Linked DNA regions of Mus musculus: region 2 is linked to region 1. Evidence: chromatin contacts called from public promoter capture Hi-C data. All regions are on one chromosome and are shown on one strand. Each heading gives the region's core, a stretch centred on a gene start, on an enhancer-like site or on the middle of the called end of the contact. The rest is flanking DNA. Distances are from core to core; before and after follow the strand shown.

Region 1 (2,700 bases), core at 35-2,534:
AGTCTTGTTTCATTCTCTTTGTTAATGTTTACTTCATAATTGCATAAGCTTTTGGTTTTACAAAGCTGTCTCTTAACTAATGAGGGGCATTTAAAAAAAAATCAAATCAGATTTACCTTAGTGTTATTTCTATAAATCCTAGTTTCTATCAAGACCCAAATTAGTCTCAAACTACAGTTAACAATTGTCACGTTCTTCTTAATAAATTTTTCCATGTGTATGGGTGTTAAGTATTCATGTGTGTCTGCATATCACTTCTGTGCCTCCTGCCCATGGACGCCTGAAGAGGTCTTCTGAGCCCCTGGAACTGGTTTTACTGACTGGACAATAGTCAGCCATCAAGTGGATGCTGGAAATTTAACCTAGGTCCACTGAAGACCAGCAGCCAGTGCACTTAACCACTGAGCAATCTATCCAGTCCCAAATGTCGCTTTTTTATAACATTTTATTCTCAAAGTGACTAAGGCCTAGATAGGCTATAAACACACAAAAACGCTCACAGAAGTTTGTATGCCTAATGTTCCTTTGTAAAGCGTCCCTGGTGGTTGGATTTCTCCAGATTTCAACTTTGCAAAAAAGTCAGAAGTTTCTGTATGAATAAAAGCTGACTGACCAAACAAGACAGTATTTACGCCCCTCACTCCTGCGACAGACTGTACGCCATCACAACAGGCTAGCCTAGCCTTGAACTGCAATCACTTCTGTCTCTCGGCCTCAATACTGGAATTACAGTGTTGCTTTACTTCAGAACCCTTTACATTCTAATAGAGAGAGAGAGAGAGAGAGAGATACTACAACACCTGGAACAGCTGTACGACACAGCTACCACCTCAACCAACTGCAGTGCGTGTGAATGTTGGAAATGGAAGCCCACGGCGAACATGGGATGTTCAGAGGAGCGAAAGCAACTGGACAGCACTTGAAACGCTTCCCGGTCTCCCTCAAGTCCACCCACCCTCTGGCCTGGGAGCTCCAGGTCAGCTCGTCCCGAACCATCTTCCCACCTCACAAACTTTCGGGGCAAGTTACTCGGCTGCGTTCTCTGTCTCTCTCGAGAAGCAGCTCTGAAGAGAACAATGAGGCCAGAAAGGGACCGGACTATAGGGGCTACTCACAAATCCCAAGGAGAGCCCGACGGGCGACCGCACAGTTTCCCACCACTCTTCTCAGATCCCAGTCTGAGTTCACATGGAGCGCACTCCCACAATCCTCCGCGAGACGCTCCGTCTTAACGGCACGCGAGCTGGGCCAAACTACTTCAACCTTCCGCCTTGGAACTGCGCTAGTCGTAGTCCCGTTGGCGCATGCGCCTAATAGAAACCATGCCCTGCTGTGGCGCCCGGGCTGAAGATGCTGCGAAAGGTCGTTCTTTTGCGCCTCTGCCCACTGCTTGGCCGGCCAGCGGTCTCTGCATCGAGCGGCAGTCGCAGGGAGGTCGCTTCTGGTGTCCCTCCTTCGGGCAGCACCTCGCCCAGAGCCCTAAACATCTTCGACAGGGAATTGAAGAGGAAGCAGAAGAATTGGGCCGCCCGGCAGCCCGACCCCATGAAATTTGACTACCTGAAGGAGGAGGTGAGACTGTGGGGCTGCGACGGAGGGAGGCGTGGAGCCGGGTAGGGCGGACCCACCCACCCGACTGTGTGACCTTGAGAAGCTTCACTCTCTAGAGCCTTTCTGATTTTCCGGGAAGCACGAGAGGCTCCGATAGCATGCGGGGCAATCATTCATTCGCTTTGCAAACACTGCTTGAGTTCCAGGGAAAAGCAAGATCATTTAGGAGTGAGTAGGAGACACATAGACAGGGAATGTAATTGCAGCAAAAGGAAGGTGAAGAAAAAGTGAGATAGCGGTATTGGTGACTGCGGTGGTCAAGAATGGCTGTTATGGCGAAAAGTGAGAGATTAGTTGAGCCGAGATGAGAGATGGGACGAGTCTCCTAGGAAAAGGAAAAGTGCAAAACTCCTAAGGCCAAAAGGACGTGTAGAGGCCTTCAATAAGTCCTTCCATTCTGTTCAAGAAAAGCTTGTAAGAGACTGAGTACAAGGTGTGGATAGTTGACTGCATCCCGGATGACGCCAGTCCGGGGAAGGGTGGTACTTACCATACGATTTCTTTTATGTTGTGTTTAGGAGATGGTCGTCTATACTTTTCCAGACTTGGTGTTTACTAATTTGCAAGCATTGGCTGTCTTAATTTATTATGTAATATATACCAGCCTGACCTCGAATTCATAGAAATCCACCTGCCTCAGCCTCCCGATGTTGATGTTGGGTTTGAGTTTCCGAGACAAGGGTCTTTTTAATATATCCTGGTTTGGAACTCATAGTCACCGTGTATTCCAGACTGGCCTCAGACTTGTGGTAATCCTGCTTACTCCTGAATCGAAGGACTATAGACATAAACTGCCACACCAAGGAGATCGTTAATTTTGATTTCATTAAATTTGCTTCTAAAGTAATTTGCTTCCGTTTGTTTTCAGGGTATTTTATTATTTCCATAATAAAAAAATAAAGTATTTGTAAAGGAAGTTGCTGTGGGACAATAGCAAATGGGATAGAAGGAAACACTTCTGTTTTGAAACATATGTTGAATCTTAGGAAAAAAAGTTACTTTTCTGTTAAGCCTGCTTGGTGTATTTAACCCATTGACTCTTGAAATTTTCCAGGTTGGAAGTCGGATTGCAGACCGTGTTTATGACAT
Region 2 (2,705 bases), core at 3-2,502, 2.6 Mb after region 1:
TACAGCCTGGAACTGCATCCCAGAAGCTGAACTCACAAGGATATATATTCAAGAACTCAAGACCATTTCTCAAAATTGTTTACAAGAAAAAGAAACTTACACAGTATTAGTGGAAGGTGATCAAATAAATAATTTATTAATGTGCAATCAGGGACCTTCAAATTCTTCTCTCTGAACTAGAAATGCCAGCACTACATTTTTCTGCCTCAAGGAAGTTACTATGGAGAACACCAGAATTAGCCACAAATTTCTTCAGGCTAATGGCATATGATAGCCAGAAACTAAACAATAAAACATAAATCAATAGAAGATAAGTCCAGTTAGACATGGAATATCTACAATAGAAAATTACGTGGTTATTAAAAGAGTATAAAAAAGCTTTGAAAGAAAAATATTTTTAAAAACCCTTATGAATCTAGTATGAGCCTTTCTTGGCAAACATAGTAAATGACAGACATTTGATAAGAAGATATTGAGGGAAAATGGTTGGTCCATTACTGCCCAGAAGGCTGGGGATGGAAGGCAGCAGCTGTGGGCTCTGGCAGCAAGAGCGACAGGTTATTGGCTACACCTTAGGAGTAGAACAGGGCAAAGGGTCCAGTCCAGAGTCTCAAGCCCCATCTCCTAGAGACCAACAGCATAGATTACACAGCATCCCGAATAGGGCTACTGCGTGGGACCAACTCCCCTGACATATGTCTGTGTGGGGAAACTTCACACTGAAACAGTGAGGAAGACGGAGAGAAAGGCTCACTGATAGGGGAGCAACTCGAGCAAGGCAGAGGACATGGCCACATGCCAGCTCTGCAGCAATTTTTCTACCTGTTTGTGATTTGAACCTCAGTGATAAAGTTGACCACCTTTCTTCTATCTTCTTCCCCAGATGATGGATAGCTTCAGGTCATCACAGAGTCAGGGGCCTTCCATAGTCACCAAGGGGTGCTATGGCCTTAGTGAAAATCCTGAGGTGGCTTACCAAACCCAGCCCTGACGCTGGCTTCTGACATTTGTAGGTCTAGCTTGGATTGAAACGGAGTTGCTTCTTTTTAGAATTTAATTATTCAAATTTATACATTTAAATGGGCTCGCCACTGTGCAGTACTTAGAGGAGGCTAATGTGCCAGCAAAATTTTCTTTTATTTTCAATACTGAAATGAACTTGGAAGGTATCTAATTTTGCTTCAAGCACTTTCACGAAGCTGTGAATGTTTCCGCCTCCTGCCAAACTAGCTGCCTGTTTTCAGTCTCCAGTGAGGTGGAGGAGGCTGAGCAGTCAGCTTGCTTTCTTCTTAAAGACACTGTGCCAGTGAGAGGGAATGTTCCCCTGCAGGGAAATTATCTGCTGGCAAAGACCCTAGCTGGGCAGTTCTCCAAAGTAGAGCTAACTCCCCAAGGAAGCCACCAGGCTGCTTTGCCCCATCCAAAAAGTCTCTGGCATTAAGAAGCAATGTGTGTACAAACCAGTTTCCAGAGAAGCTCGAGATGCAGGCCAGCAGCAGGTTCCAAAACTGGAATAGAAAATGTGTCCAACTTGATGTGCCCAGCCAGACAAAGGAGGCCGTTCATGATATAAAGACTTGATGTTTAAAAATATCAAGAGCCCACTAAATTCAGAGTACGGTTCTGTAGTTGCTATTTGTTTTTAGATATAGGGTACTTGAAAGATTAGTAGGTTGCCTGCTGAACAAAAAGAAAGAGAAAAAGAGGAAAGAATGGGAGGGAGGGAGGGAGAACCTGCTGCTTTGAAGACACGTTGAGTCTCACCAGATATGATGATTAGCAAAACAGCCACAACTGTTAAGATAGATTGGCTCTGGGAAAAGTACTAAGCAGAAATTTTTTTAACTACTATAAAACTCAGTCTTATTACTGCAATCTTCTAGACAAGAGATACATTGGTCTGTGATCCTTAGACACCAGCCGAGAAGGAAGCACTCACTAGGAGCGAAGGAGACAAGCAGGAGTACAGTAGCCATGGGTCATGCCCAGCACAGGCTTCTCGGGCCTGCTGATAGACTGACTCATCCAGAGCCTGGCTGCAGCCCCAGATCTGTAGATCTGCAGAGTTACTTCCTATGTGCAAGACTTGAAACTGAGTAAGGAATGGAGGGCTCTTGCTTTCAAGAAGCCCACATCAGGAAAATGCCCGGGCATGAGATTACATTGGAAAGAGAAGACATACACAGAATGTCTGCCCAAGGAAAAAAAGCAACAAATCAACTCAAACTGGAGATGGAGAGAAGCCTCCTGAGAATGTAATTCCTGGACTAAGCTTAGAAGAGAACTAAGCAGAGGAAGTGGACAGAGGGCTTCGCAGAAGCTTGTGTAGGTGTGGGGGGAAATTTATACATTAGCCAAGGATGAAGTTCAGGCTGGAAAGGGAGAGATCACATTGGAGAACAGTGTCAATGACACTGATAGTGCTTGGAGGTCACTTTGTGGAAGCCAAACGGACCAGGACCAAGGCTAGGAAGAAGACATTCCCAAGAAGGGCGCAGGGAACATAACGCAGAGTATCCTCAGTCCTTCCCTCTTCCTTTGAGGAGGCAGGAACTACAGAGTCATTCCAGGGTAATCCTAGGATGGTTTGTGTAAGACAATGCTATTGTTCTGTGATTGTGGTCAGACTTTACAACCATCTTCCACACATACTAAATCATACCCCAAGGTGACCAAGTCTCTGTCTATCCTTCCTTACCATACAT

Evidence for each region. Promoter capture Hi-C pulls out the DNA fragments that hold promoters and counts their contacts.
Region 2: a contact with region 1 is called in a promoter capture Hi-C map of hippocampal neurons, with 4 times the contacts expected there. The contact joins the enhancer-like site here to the promoter of Ndufaf5 in region 1. A contact is called at or near these places in 5 of 39 promoter capture datasets (the 3T3-L1 cell line, 3T3-L1-derived adipocytes, hippocampal neurons and 1 more) and 2 of 115 datasets of contacts at active chromatin or transcription factors (astrocytes and embryonic forebrain).

What each region holds. Positions count from the first base shown.
Region 1 is chr2:140,169,362-140,172,061 of GRCm38.p6, forward strand. It overlaps Ndufaf5 (NADH:ubiquinone oxidoreductase complex assembly factor 5), which reads left to right and starts at 1,285. Exons shown (of 11, transcript NM_027093.4): 1 at 1,285-1,572; 2 at 2,666-2,700. The coding sequence starts at 1,351. Esf1 (ESF1 nucleolar pre-rRNA processing protein homolog) reads right to left here and starts at 1,197. Exons shown (of 14, transcript NM_001081090.1): 1 at 1,116-1,197.
Region 2 is chr2:142,730,564-142,733,268 of GRCm38.p6, forward strand. The region is part of intron 17 of Kif16b (kinesin family member 16B); the gene reads right to left. Among named protein-coding and RNA genes, the nearest start is that of Kif16b, 170 kb to the right of the region's middle. Within about 2 kb of position 1,253, at least 83 of the 459 cell types and tissues checked have an H3K27ac peak or open chromatin away from gene starts, as enhancers often do. A contact at or near this core is called in astrocytes, where this site is marked.